Regions from separate parts of the Gossypium hirsutum genome. Here region 2 is linked to region 1. The links are chromatin contacts, called in public Hi-C maps. All regions are on one chromosome and are shown on one strand. Each heading gives the region's core, a stretch centred on a gene start, on an enhancer-like site or on the middle of the called end of the contact. The rest is flanking DNA. Distances are from core to core; before and after follow the strand shown.

Evidence for each region. Hi-C and Micro-C count contacts between places; a contact is called where the count stands out from the background.
Region 2: a Hi-C map of leaf shows a contact between it and region 1, with 2.0 times the contacts expected there. The contact joins the promoter of LOC107922340 here to the promoter of LOC107921095 in region 1. A contact is called at or near these places in 4 of 34 Hi-C or Micro-C datasets (all in leaf).

The regions. Positions count from the first base shown.
Region 1 is chrD01:23,727,139-23,734,851 of Gossypium_hirsutum_v2.1, reverse strand. LOC107921095 (XIAP-associated factor 1) reads left to right here and starts at 3,728. Exons shown (of 6, transcript XM_016850963.2): 1 at 3,728-3,822; 2 at 3,905-3,966; 3 at 4,238-4,373; 4 at 4,474-4,611; 5 at 4,707-4,828; 6 at 5,805-6,123. The coding sequence starts at 3,923. The coding sequence ends at 5,964.
Region 2 is chrD01:23,961,251-23,968,963 of Gossypium_hirsutum_v2.1, reverse strand. It overlaps LOC107922340, which reads right to left and starts at 2,905. Exons shown (of 6, transcript XM_016852333.2): 1 at 2,512-2,905; 2 at 2,206-2,398; 3 at 1,679-1,765; 4 at 914-1,300. The coding sequence starts at 2,582.

The sequences.
Region 1 (7,713 bases), core at 2,479-4,978:
ATCCAAGATTCACGAGAAGATTGTGCCCTAATTTACTGGGCTTCAATTCCCCTTGTTGAATTTAAGTAACCGAGTATCCCTTTTTACAAACGTAAAAATTTCGAATCAAAACTTATCTCGAGAATTCGAAACATTGTGTCCTAACTCATTGGATATGACATTTCGATGTCTCGAGACGAGGTTTTCTTAATAAAGGCAAACTTATACGTCTTTTTTGGAACTTCGAGGATCTGTGCCCTAACTTACGGGGTTTCGATACTCTCGTCGAACTAAAACTGCTAAATATTTTTTAATTTTTAAATATATCAAGTTTTAGTAAAGATTTTTTAAGGGTTAGCTTATACTCGGGAATTCAAGTGTTACATCCTAACTTACGGGATATAACCTTTTGTGGCTCGAGATGAGAAGGCCTTTTTACATCCAAGTTTATCCAAGTATTGTCTTAAAAAAATATGGCATTAATAAAAAGAGGAATCGTTTTTAACCTTCTCAAAATTTTGACATTCGACTTTAAGACATTAATTAATCGATTCAGTACCAATTTTGGGCGTTACGAGGGAGCTAACCCTTCCTCACGCGTAACCGACTCCGAGCCCATTTTCTTACTAAAATTCGTAGACCAAAATCAATTTTAAGGTGATCTGATCACACCTTAATAAAGGATCGGTGGCGATTCCAATTTTCATTTTTAAGTCTAGACTAATTTTTTTGTTTCTCAAAAAATGGTTTCAACAACGATATGCAATAAAATAATAATAAAATAAATTCTTTGACTTTGGATTTGTGGTCCTGAAACCACTGTTTTGATTTCATTGAAAACGAACTGTTACAGACATCACGCATTCAGATCCAATAATCGAGTCGGATGTAAGGTGTCACACTTGCATGAAGAAAAACCAGAGGGTCTCTCTCTCTTATGGATTCTTTCACAACACACTCTCGAGAAAGAGGGTCGAGTAGTTGGCACTCAACGTTTATCTGATCATTGTCCAACTAAATTTTTTCAATGCCCGGGGGAGTTTATCAATGGTGGGTATGTGACGACTAGGGATTGACTAAACCTTGCAAATTTCTTGTACCCGGATTCAGTTTGTTCAATTCAGACATCCAATTATACATTCAATGATGTCACAAGGGAGGTTCGACCAATCAAGCCCCCTGTTTTTCTAGTTTTCAACTCTTTGAATTCCATCCTTTCTTACGATAATAATTTTCTAATATTGTTCCTCTACCAGTAATAGTCATAGCTAAAAAAAAAGTAGACTAATAAAAAAGAGAATTATGTATTGTTTTTCTTCATATGTTTATTATAATGTTTATATTTATAGAGATCAAATTTAGAATTCTAATTCTAATAGACGTCAAAATGCTAAAACTATAAAATATAGAATTCTAATTCTAATAGGCATCAAAATACTAAAACTAGAATTTTATTATTCTAATCCTAACATATATCAATGAAGAAAGAATAAGTAAGACAAGTCCATAATTGAAGAGAAAAATATCCAAAAGTAAAGCAAGGTCGGGTCTTTCTTGAGCTTATTACCTGACAGAAAACAGAAGAGCAATTGGAAAAAACATCAACAGGGGCAGAGGACCGAGGGCGAGACATGAGTTTGGCGCAAACAAGAGAGTGATGAGAGAAAGTATTGATTTGAAAGGCACAGTAGAAGCAACATATCTGTCTTTTTACTCCTTTATCCTTAAGGCATTGAGCAAATTATTAGAACAGAGCACACCAGTACAACTCAGATCAGAGCGCACCAACTCGATTGGAAACCTAATCTTGTCCAAACCAAGCTTTGAGAAGGAAAAAAGAAACTAAGAAACCAATAACTTGTGAGTCCGGTTATTTACTATTTTATTTTTAGGGTAAGTTTGGCTACTTTTCATTTCGGTTACCAAAAAAAAATTATTCCATTTTAGTTGCCTAAACTTTAAATCCCTAACACAATTGACTGTGCACACCATATCAACATTTTGTACTTTTTTTATCCCTACCACTATTCATCATCTTCTTCCTTAACCCGTTTTTACCCTCCATGCCACCCTTGCTTCTACCATTCTTCTTTTTCTTCTTCATTTACTCCCTACTTCTAGCCACCGCATGAAAATTCATAAAAAAAATTAATCTACATTGAACACAACAGGATTACCTATTAAAATGATGTATTAGAGTTGAGAAAGAGCCTGAAACATAACAAATTTATTCCCAAAGATGATGAAAACATTTTGGCCACCAATCATTATTAGCTAAATTGATGGAAACTGCCATCTAGAAACACATGGGTCACCAACTATTGGAGTGTTTTTGTTTTGGTCACTTAAATTTAAAATTTTTTTATCTTAGTCACTAACGTTATCGAAATTTAATACTTTGGTCACTCATAGTTAAATCACTCATGGAATGCTGAAATGGTCGTTTTTATTGGTAAAATAACAAATTTAGTGCTCCAATTTTTATAGATTCTATCAATTTGGTTCTAATTCTAAAAAAATCAATGAATTTAACCCTTAACTTTATACATTATGTCAATTTAGTCTTGATTCTTTATATTTCAAAATTCAAAATTTTAAACAATCAAAAAATCAAAATATTTAAACGTTCATTTTTCGATAAAAATATATAAGATTTTATAAAATACATTTAAAATTATAAAATATAAATACAAAATTAGAAATAAATGAATATTCATTTTCTCTTTTTCTAACGTGCCATCAAACTAGAAATAGGTTGTGGAGTTCTTATCATTCTCACTTATATATCCCCAATTATGTTTGCCCTCAAACGCAATAAACTCGTTCTAGGTAGCAACTTAAAGACATCGATTCTTACCATTTTTTTACCTTAGGCTATAGTTTTATATCCCACTGAACATGGTGGTCATCGATGTTGAAAGAAAAGAAAAGTTGAATCTGCTTAAGCTTTTTTCATTGTTTTTCCCTTAAATTTTTTTATTTATAAAACTATTTTTTAATAAATTATGTCATGTTAGAAAATGAGACAAATAAATATTAATTTATTTATAAATATTTTCCATAATTTTGTACGTATTTTTTATTAAAATATTATATATTTTTATCAAAAAATACACATTTAAATAAAATATTAAGTTTTTGAATTTTAAAATTTGAAATTTTAAGAATCAAGACTATATTGATGTAATGTGTAAAGTTGAGGATTAAATTTGTTAGAATTAGGACCAAATTGATAGAATTTGTAAAAGTTGGAGGACTATATTTGTGATTATGCCAATAAAAATGGCCAAGTCAGCACTCCATTAGTGATTTAAGGGACGAGGGACCAAAATATTCAATTTTAATAATATTAGTAACTAAAATAAAAGAAATTTAAATCTGAATGACGAAACACACTAACAATTGAGTGAATATTTATAAGTTTACCCAAAAAAAAAAAAGTTGGTTGCAATGACATGGTGGAAACTATGCAACACATTCTGTTGTTGTGGGATAGTTTGGGAGGCCCCTAACTTCAATTACAAGTTACAACCCCAATAGCACATGATTGGTTGGGTGGGTTAAGGCAATTTCACCTTTACCTTCTTTCCGTACTCCAAGCTAAGTTTGAAAGCCCAATCATTAAGTTAGGCCCAAATTGCAAATAATCGTGTAACTCACCTCCCTCGGAATGCGAGTGGAGAAAAAGCTGAACGGTGGACTGTCCAAACTCCAAAGTCATTATTCATGTAAAGCTGTTTGCTCAACCAAAGTAGTAGTCAGAAAAACTCTCTCAGCCTCTTTACTCTAATTTCCTAGAGAGGAACGAGGAGAGTTTTAAAGAAAATCCCCGGCTTTTTGCAGGTTATTTACTAATCTTGATCACTAATTTTAAGTTCCCCTTATTTAATTTTACCTCTCCATTCATACCCTTTGTTGCCCAAAGATTTTGAAACGGATCGCTATGGCAATTGCTTCGGAAGAAACCACCCGCATATGCAATCACTGGTAATTTTTTAGAATTTAATTTCAATTCCTTGAATTTTCTTCTCGATCCCCGTCCTTTTTGTTTATTTCAGCTTAAATTTGTTGCTTGATTTGTAGTATGAGATTCATTGATGCATAAAGAAATGATTAGTAATTTATGTTTTGAACAAATTAAGTTGGGAAGGGAGTGAATTTAGTTGAATAAGACCTAAAATTCTCGATTATTGTTGTATTGAGTTCATGTGAATTTAGAAGAACCTTTAACGAGTACTTTTCCTTCTTAATGGTTCAGTGACAGGGCCATACCTTCTTCTAACATTGATTTGCATTATGCTCATTGCTCCCGTAATTTAGAAAGATGTAAAGTTTGTGGTGATATGATTCCCAAAAAGCATGCAGAGGAACATTTCTTAAACACCCATGCTCCGGTAGGTCTTTTCTATTTCCTTTTAAGTGAATCAATTCTGTTCGAACATGATGCGTGTAGTAACATTTGTGATACTATTGACACCGTAACTGTTCGAGCAGGTGGCGTGTTCACTGTGCAGTGAGACAATGGAACGTGAAATTCTGGCTATTCATAAAGGTGAAATTTGCCCCCAGAGGATTGTTACTTGTGATTTTTGTGAGTTTCCATTGCCCGCCATTGATCTGGCTGAGCATCAGGTACTACATCTGTATTAATTTACATATAAATGGATCCAATGGTAGTACTTGTTAGTTGAACTTGTTACAATGTTGCCATTGCTTTGCGATTTTAGGAAGTATGTGGGAACCGGACGGAACTGTGTCATCTGTGTAACAGATACGTTAGACTGAGAGAAAGATATAACCACGAAAGTAGGTGTACTGGTATTGCAGAAAACAATGAGGGATCTTCCAGGTATTTATGCTATAATATAATTCCCTATTGGAATGTTGGGTAGATATTTTATTAGTTACTGCTTTTCCGTAAATTATAATTCTTTTTATAACCTTGTTATTGATGCCTTGCAATCTGGACTTGTATATAACACCAAAGAGTTGGTACCTTGATGGTATAGGATAGCTTTTTGTACTCATTATTAATTTCATTCTCGAAAATGGGAGCTTTTAGTTCCCAATGAGTTATGTTGGAAAGTATTCATTTCAGTCTGGAGTTTAGCCATGATATGTAATCAATGTTTATATAATCCATGTGATTATTGTCGGTAAAAGAATCATGGAGGCTTATAGTAGGAGTCAGATTTCATTTCCTCTTCTACTAAAAAAATAGTCAAATTAATCCCTTTACATTAGATCAAAGAGCAAACCGGTTATTTTGTTAAAAATTCCATCCATTTCCACTGTTAAAAAATGGTCCCTGTATGTTGGTATGAGATATGCAAGGCACGTCACGTGTCACTATCTGGTTATTCTGTCAACCATGTCTGTTTTTAATTGTACAAATGGATGAAACTTTTATTAGAAATGATTAATTTGCTCTTTGATCTAACGTATAAGGATTAATTTGTCCATTTTTTTAGCAAAGGGGGTAAAATGCAATCTGACTCCTAGTACAAGAGCCCCTTTGGTACTTTTACTGATTATTGTCCGTTTTCCCCTCCCTTCATCTTGCCAGTCGGGAAATATGGCAAAATCTATCTAGTTTGTGTCAAGCGGCTGTACAAGGGATGTACCTCTATTTTCACTAACTCTATTTTCACTAAGATCGGCGGATAAAGCCTTTTATTTTTATTATGTTGTGCACCTAACGTTGATTATACCTATAGTTTTGGTGTTTTAACTGTTGACATAACTGAAAACTGTATCAGAATGCTGCTCTTTGTTTTCTTCTCCGATTATAATTAGTTTTAATTAATATGTTTGGGACCGTTTAGGGATGTGAGGGCAGCCGAAAGGGAACAAGCTCATCCAAGAAGGCAGGCATCGGAATATTCAAGGAGACGAATTCTATTCACGATTGCAATAACCGGCATCGCTGTTCTTCTAGGATCACTTCTTTTCCAGAAGAAGACAGATAGCAGCCATGTACATTAGTTGTTTATGTAAATCAGGTAGAGAGCTACATATTCCATTTGTGTATCACCAGATTGTCCTCTAAGATCATGTACTATTAATGCTGGCATTCAAAACTCATTCAGATTGTGATAATGTACTGCATTTTCTTCCAAATTATAACACAATAATATTTAATTATGCTCATGTACCGAGAAAATTTTGATAATTTTTTTATCTAGGGTTAATATGTAATTTACTCAATGAATTTGTCCAGAATACTTAGTTGGTACCTGAATTTTTTCTTATACCTAATTTGTATCTAAACTTGTCCGTTACAAATATTGCTCCAATTTGTTAATAGCTTAATTTTTTAGGGTTAACATAATGTCACGTTAGCACAAATTATTGTTTTAGTGCATCAATTAAGTATAAAATAAAGGAATCAAATAGGTCCTTTTGGACAAGTTTAGAAAATAAATTATATATTAATCCTCTTATCTAAAATGAATATCAGATTGCTGACGTTTGAAAATACATTTAACTTCAGATTTGATTGAAAGAAAAGAGAACATAAACCTTTTACGGTTTATATTTCAAGTAAATTTTAAATAAAAAATAACTATATCTTTATTAATCAGTAATCATGTAATTTTACTTAATTTTATTCATTTCTCTCTTTTTATTAATTAAAAAATAATAAAATTTAATTGCTATAAATTAAATTATATTTTGATTCTAGTGAAATTTAAAAAAGAATAAATTTAAGTTTAGTTTAACCAATTGAAAAATTAAGTATGGATTAATTAAGTGTAGAGTTTTTTATATTACTGAATTTTACATTAAAAAATTGTTCGGTGAATATAAGTGTTTGATAAATTAATCTTGGTTTTTTAATTATTTATATCTTAAATTTAATTTTATTAATATTAATATATTATTTAATATATTTTTCATAAAATTAAATATAATAATTTGGATATGTTATCGAAAGGGGGAATTTATTTTTAAAATAAAACAATGTTGATAAGTAACTATTTTTAAATAAAATCAATTTTTACATTTTGTAAAAATTTAAACCTGAAACCTGATCTTGTGACAATAATTATTGTAGGAGTTTTATTATTCTTTGAAGGAATTAGGCAAGTAATTGAAATGGTGTATCTTGGTTAAAGAATTAGGTAATTATTTTGAGTTAAAGGACACTCGGGTGCCTACCTATAAATACTTTAAATACAATATAGAAAAGGGGTTCTTCTCTTTCTCAATAGACCAAACTCTCATCTCTTTTCTCTTCATTCTCTTACTTTTTCGGTTTTTTGTCCAACGAGCATCACCACCTTCTCCACTATCGTATTAACAAGATTGATTATTTTAATATGTCATGAAATGTTACAGACGTGACAGTTAACCAAATCCAATTATAGATATGAAATATGGTAGTTGGGTAATAACATTATTATTCTGCAAATATGGATGTTTGGTAGAAATGTTGGATTCCATTCGGTGGGAATTTGAGATCTTTCCCATTAGAATGCGACGGTTGTTTTATAGGCATAATAAAATATTACATACATGTGTTATTTGTAATACATTTATATATATATAAACAAATTTAATTTTCACATAAATAAAGATAATCAATGGTTTTTATGAATTCTTTTTATTTAGTTCTAGTGGAACGTGTTGGATAATTTTTTGTTGTCTCATTAAAGAGGATAATCGAGTATTTATTTACATGGTTACTATTTATTGAATTGACGTTCTTAGTCGACTCTATGATGCTGGACA
Region 2 (7,713 bases), core at 1,656-4,155, 230 kb before region 1:
CTAGAACCATTCGCCTTGGACCAGATCTAGAACTATCCTCAATGGTTTGTGTAGCCATAAATCTATTTTTGTATTCAATGAGATCTTTTGACTTTGTATATTATTCCGTTGTAAATAAACAATCTTACTGTAGTAACATTGTGATACAAAAATTCAAATACAAAAAAATATAAATGACAAGAAAAACAACTTTCTAACTCGAGAAATGAATATTAGTTCCAAAATAAGTTATCAAGATAAATTATTAGAATCATAAATTTTTTTGGCAAAAACTAAACAGAAGAAATCTTCAAATTTTCCCATAATTTTTTTTTTTTTATTTTATAAATTTTCTTTGATGAGATATACATATAAATTGTTCTATATATCATGAATATACCAGAACCAATACAAAAGTTTTTCTTGGGTCAAAAGATAAATGATAGAGAGGAGAAAGCATCATACCAAACTTAAGTGAGGAGAAAAATACACTTATATCTTGTTCTATTTATCATTAATGTTCCAAGAAGCAACACAGCCACACAAGCAAATCATAATACAAAACTTAAGAGAGAAAAAAATATGTACTAAAAATGAGAGCAATTAAGTTTTTGCTATCACATACTCCATACATACTTGCACAATCAACCAAAACATAACTTTCACATCCTAAGAAGATCCAATTTAGCATAAAACAGCAGGAGAGCTCAGTGAATCTACTACTTTCACATCTACTAGATGCTTTAATTGAATTCTAATAAATCCCAGCCCTCAGGCAACACATACATAACTAGACTATATTATACCTTCAGTGAATTTAATTGCAGCCATATACAAAAGGACTGGTGCATTTGCATCTATATAATGCATAAATAGCAGGATTGATGAGATTGAAGGACAAATATAAAAAATAAACAAGTCAGTTTAGTTAAACCTGAGCCAACTGTGAAGCAGTCCTATCTCCCTTGAAGTCTCCTCGTAAGATGTTTGCCCAATTCCCAACACCGCATTTCTGCACAGCAGCAATAAGTTCCAAATCCTCTGCTTCTGACCAAGGTTTTCTTTTCCTGCGAGCAGGCAGGTTTGCACCAGCTGGTCCATTTCCTTCCATTGTTTCAGCCGATGTCACTGAAGGTAGAATCTTTTTCTGAACAGAAACTGGAACAGTAATGTTCGTCCCTGGCATTGAGCAACTGGGCTGCAAATTTTCTGAAGACACTCTAAATGACCTCGCATTAGGTATATTTATTGTTAATGGAGCATCCACCATTGAGCTATTTGCAAGACTTGAGTCATTTGGCAAACCAGAAGCAATCAGTACCTGACAAGATTAACCATCTGATTTTACTTGCATGGAAATGAAATGAGCAACAAGATAAAACCAGTTTGGAAAATTGGAAGAGAAGGTAGTCGGACAGCCAAAACTATTTATCTTTCATTGAGATTACAGGTTACCTATTAACCAGATTTGGTCAAAAGTATCTTCTACTAATATCACTTAGTCGATCCATACAGTTTAAGTATTTGCTTTCCTAATATTCCAACCATTAGAAGCAGAACCAACCATGTTACTGGCAAGAGATACTAACTTTGGTATTAACTTTCTAACATGTCATCTATGGTTTCTAAACTACCATTACTTTTTCCATCATAAAAGGTAAAACGATAGTTTTATGGGAATAACAAATAATTTACTTACCTTCACACATGCAGCAGCCTCTGCTGAAGTTTCACTACTAACAGAAGGGCAAGGTTCCAATTCATATTCTAAGTCGCTGTCATCATCCTGCAAAATAAGAAGTTAAATAACCGGACTAGAGCCATAAACTATCAAGAACACTTGTCCTTCAACCAAAAGGACTAATTTATAAATTAGCAACCACAACTTTAGCCGTTGGATCAGTGGACAAAATATTATAAGATCTCCCAAATCCAAAGTCAAACCAAGACTATAGCAGATTGGCAGGCTATAAGTTAGAATATCTGGAAGGATATAAACCCTCAATTAAGGAATAGTATTCCAATACACAGAAAAGATTTACATCATATTGAAATAGTATATTAATTTAAGGAAGTGTTTCTTTTAACAGCAATTGCCAAACTACATTTCAAAAACACATCATATAAGGCAGTAGCTAAACAACTTCAACAAATCTTTTAAATTAGACATGGCCAAAAGATAGCAACATATTATACCAAAGAATAACACAAAACTAGAACACTGACCAAGGGATCAGCCCCATCTTCCAATTTTTCAAGCAAAACGTCTCTGTAGGCCAAATGGCGCCACAACATCTGGTACTCTCTCGCATTCGAAATGCCAGTAGAAGTCTTCTTGACTAAAGCATTCCAATCCAACTTTACACCAGGAAATTGCGCCACTTCTTGTAACAGTGCCAAAACAGTAGTTGCTGTATACCTGCCCACGCCAAAAATAATATAAAAAAAAGAACCCTAATATTAGCGAAACAGAATGAAGTCAAGATAAAAAGTGATGAAAATAAAGGAAAAACGAATAAAAGGAAGCGGGACCTTTGTAAAAGAGTAGAGATATCTTCCTCACTAATTGAACCCTTTTTCTGTTTCTTGGTATTTTGAATCATAGTTGTTGATTGGTGGAAAATTGCAGGGTAATTAAAGAAAAAAGAAGTTGAATTGGGAGTTTGTGAAAACCCTAGGTAGGGTTTAAGAAAAAGGGAAAGCACCTACTAAAACCCTTTGAAAGCAGAAAGAGACAGAGAGAGAGAGAGGGAAGAAGAAGGAGAAGAAGAAGAAAAGGATAGGCGTGTATAGAAGTGATTGAAGCCGTAGAAGAGCGTGGAGAGGACACGCCTGACAAGGTTCTTGCGCAGAAAGAAACGGAAATCTCTTCGGGAGAGGGATCTTTGTTTTCTTCAAGTTTAATTTACATCTCCATGAAATACAAACTAAAAAGAGATTGCGGTATTTTGGGTATAATGCCATCAATGCCCTTCCTTAAACTACGGACGGGGGCTGGGCTGGAGTTTTTTCTGACGATAATGCCCTCTACTATCTAGACTTATTCAAATTACTCCCCTCCTATTTTTTTTTTAATTTGAATGCTTTACTTTTTCTATCATCAAAATATCCCAATAAACCTAAATTTTTAATGATCACCAACCAAAAATAATGATTTTGAATAATGATTTCAAATAAATAATAATAAACAATAAACTTTTCAAACAAAACCACGTTTTTTAATATGGATTTTAACCTAAGCTTAAAAACTAATTTTTTTTTAGCTTTTGGCTTTTGTAAATGTGATTTTCATTGAAATTATTTTCTTACCTTCGTTAAAGAAGATCAATATATCTTCTATTTTATAATATTATGTCCTATTTTATAATATCATGTCTAAAATAGACATTTTATTTTTACAAAAGCAATTTTTAATAGTAAACACTATCAAACTTTTCAAAAGCGACACTTTTTAACTTTAATAGTAGAAGCAAATTTAAAGGGGTTGACAATAGAGGTTGTAACACCCCAAACCCGGCCTAGACATTATAACTAAATCTGGAGAGTTATATTAAACTACTTATGAAAAATCCAACTTTTAATAATCAAGAATTCAAACGAACCAAAAACATTTAAACGATAATAATCAAACCATAAAATCCAGTCTTAAAAAAAAATAACAATCCCAGAAATTAGTAACAGTGTAATTCCAGATAACATGATAAAATGATTAAGCGGAATGATCGTGCTCCTTGCACTATGTGATACATGTAGTCTAGCTGCCAAAATATGTCACGTTTCAGAATATTTGTAGTCTAGCTGCCATATCAGAATGCGATAGATTGTCAGAATCAGATATATATATATATATATATATATATATGTGGCTTAGCCACCAGAAACGACAAATTTTTAAACTGCCCGCACTTCCTCATTTACATAGATCTCAAGCCAATGTAGATACAGAATTATCAGATACTAGTAATGTATATACAATTATCCTGATTCAAATCATATTCAGATGATACAGCTCACACTCAATTAATAGATATCACATCGAATATAAGTACAATTAACAGGTTTCATTATCAGATCATCATCTATCAAATTATGTAGCCTAATTCAGATCACATGTACCTTAGAGTAGGCCTATGTTTGATTAGAATGACGTTTACAACCTTTAGAGAAACATTTCAATTTTTGGCCCATAGGCCCGTGTAGATTCACATGGCTTGGATGGCTGGCCCGTGTGGCCTACACAACATGGTACACATTTGTATGGCCCATATCAATGTCGCATATGATCTATCACACAGCCTAGCACACGACCGTGTGATTCAAAATAGAGACTTACACGGTCTAACACATGCCCGTGTGACTCAAAACCCAAAAAGTCTCTCACACGGCCTAGACACATGCCCGTGTGACTCTAATTCTAAAATAGTCTTTAGCACGGCCTACCACATGGCCTGGCACACACACGACTATGTGGCATCGACAGCCATGAATTTCGACTTTTGTCATTCGCAGAATTCTCAATTTTATTACACACCTGAAATAGATTCAACGTAAAATTAAAAAAAAAAGATTTCAGAACCTAAAAACAACAATAAATTGACTATTCAGACGAAATAATCAAACCAAACACTAATTAGCCTTTAAACTGAACTACGTCGAAAACTTCAACGCAAATAAAACCCCAAAACAAAACCATTCACTTATTGAAGAAAGAACATCAATTATTCAACCCTAATTTGTTGGAGAAACGTTACTCTTAAAATCTTCACCTAACAAGAAAGCCAATTGAATAATTAACGGAAAGTTCATAACGACTGGCAATAATAACTAACCTCGACAAGAATAAATGAAATCAATCAGAAACAGAAGAATAACGATAGAACTTACACTAATAAACTTTCAATCGAAACAACGAACAACACAGAACTCTCGATTGGTCCAATAGTAAAATCGTAGAGTGGTCGGCTGTTTAAAGTCACAGCAATAATGTGCAAGCGTACACTGTCGATGCAAGTATAGTAGATAGATATGAGTCTGTCGGATATTGATCCCACGAGGATGGTTGTCTTTTGTCTATCAATGTTAGTGCAATAAATAGATAAAATGAGATAAATTGTGAGAGTAGTTGTCGAAGCAATAACTTGAAAATAATAAGATAAAATATAATAATGAGAAACTGGGATCCCCAACGTGAATATTCAACAGAATACTAAGTGCTCACAAGGTAAAAAGGATAGGTGATTGTCAATGCATTAAACTATAATGAATATCTTACCAAACTTAACTTCTATATTTAATTTAAGACTTAAACATGCACATTAACCACACCTTCTGATGTTGGTAATAGAACACTATTAAGAACAAGTGGATTAAATTCCTCTAATCCTCAAGCAGCTTTCGTTGTCATGCTTGTTAGCTTGAACTATTGCTGCACTTTTTAGTGTTAGTGACCGCAATAATATTTCCATGCTAAAAATATTCAAACTCAAAGATTAAACAATAGAAGCAAGATTGAATAAAATAACATTTAACCCATAAATCATGTTTACTTCCATACAAACATAAAATAGAAAGTAATCACCATCGTTTAAAAAAGAAATATAAAAGAAGCAAGTGGATAGCACTATTCCTAGAAAATCTCGACTTGATCTCTCAACTCACTCTTGTGTCACACCCAGGGCTCCTCGTCAAGAGCTAACCTGCATCCCGTTCATGTCGGTTCACCCGTAAGAGATTTAAGCTGCTATAGCTAAAAAGCTTCAAAAGAAAGGTTGAAGAAGATCCTCTACTCTCTTCCCCATTTTCATGTAAATTTATTGATATTTATCCAAATAGCACATTTGTCCTTTCATCAGACTCATGCTGCCTCTGTACGTACATGTTAGTTGTACCAGATTGGATATCTCACACTTTTTTGTTGTTATTCGGACAGCTGTCAAATACGGTGACAATTCTAGGCGTAATCTAAAAACACTCATGCAGCGACATCAGTACCAAAACATGACAAAATTAAGGATAAATAGGCTGAGATCCACCGAGTTATAAAATGTAATTTACTAAAATGAAAAAGCTAAAATATGTGCTAAAGATAACTAAATTGGTACAAATTAACCAATAAGTAGAGAGAAAACATATGTTCTTTCTAGTACTATCACACCCACAACTTGAGTTTTTACTTGTCCTCAAGTAAAACAAAAACTAGCAAGGCTACACAAGAATTTGCTAAGGATCATTCTAGCAACTTGAATCACCTAAAATCCCAATGAATGAGTTACATTCAAATGACAAAATATTGCATCGACAATACAGAAGTATGAATGAATAAGATTGCAACTTCGTCAAAACTAGTATCATACTTTAAATCCTAAATTCTATCTACCAATACAACATTTATTGTACAATATATGTTTCTCTCTCTTTCTTTTTTTATTCTTTTTTGTGAACAAGGGATATCGTTGAATTATTGTACCCTTGTTCTTGAGAAGTAACGATGGAGTGCAACAAACCCTCAGGGAGTACGTAATTGCGCTGACACACACTCGTGCAGTGACAGCCTTTGGCTAGATTCATTTTTCTAATGCTTACATTAGAGTGTTCCCTTTTTAACATTTCACAATACACCCACTTTGTAGTGTCTCTTATTCATAACTATATATACATTTGAGTAGCTGTAAAAGGCAGATTCATTCAAGATTCAAGGAATGCTACTAGTCATCCATTACTAATGCAACCTAAATCATTCATCAAAGAATTAAAGATACAACATTCAGTCAAATTTATCCAACTCATTCATTGATAGTTTACATGATTCAAGAATTAAGCATCGAATGTAACAAAAATTTTCAAACACATTTGCATTAACCACGAATAAACCTTGTATGTTTCAAAAAAGAAAATTAAAATGTGGGTGTATTCCCAAAACCCATATGCATTCCCCCAAACTTAAAGTTTGCATTGTCCCCAATGTTCTAACATTAAAATGCAATGACAATAAAAATGCAACGACAATGTGCACTAATAAAATGAAAATTACAACTACATGTAATGTATGAATGCTACAGCTAAAACTTAAAATAAACTAACTCAGTATTCATCGGACATCAATGTGGCTACATAATGTTTTTTCTTCCTCATATTTTTCTTCTCATTCTTTCACTTTTTTTTTATCTTTGGAGCGCTTTCTCTTCTTTTCTTTAGGCTTCGCACGGTCCTCGAATCGCTCCTTAGTTTTCAGCGTTGCCTCAGCATCATTGGCTGCTTCTTGTGTAGGAGGGGTCACCTTGAGTAGTCCAGTATAGACCACTACCGCCAAGGAGTTGTGGTGCTCCTCACTAGTTACCTCTGTAGCTTCCGCCGGTCTAGCTCCATTTCGCTCTAGATTATCAATAGTTTCACCCACTAAATCAGATGCATTGATAATGTCCTCAATAGATTCTTTCTCAGCAGCTTCTGTCTTAGTATTTTCTTCCTCGGCCTTCTCATTCACAACTTCAACACAGATGTCCTCCTCTTCCACAGTAACTTCCTTTTCAACAGCAGGTGTTTCTTGACTAGCAATAAAGTTACCCTCGATCAGGCTATCAATCTGTTGCATGCACTCCTCAACGTCCCTTGAGTATTATTCTTTCTCAATACTAGAGGCGTGTACAATGGGAGGGGATTCCACCGATCTATCTCGGTCCCCTAGGTTATCTTCCTCGGAGGAGGGTTCATACTCTCAGATAATCGATGGGAACA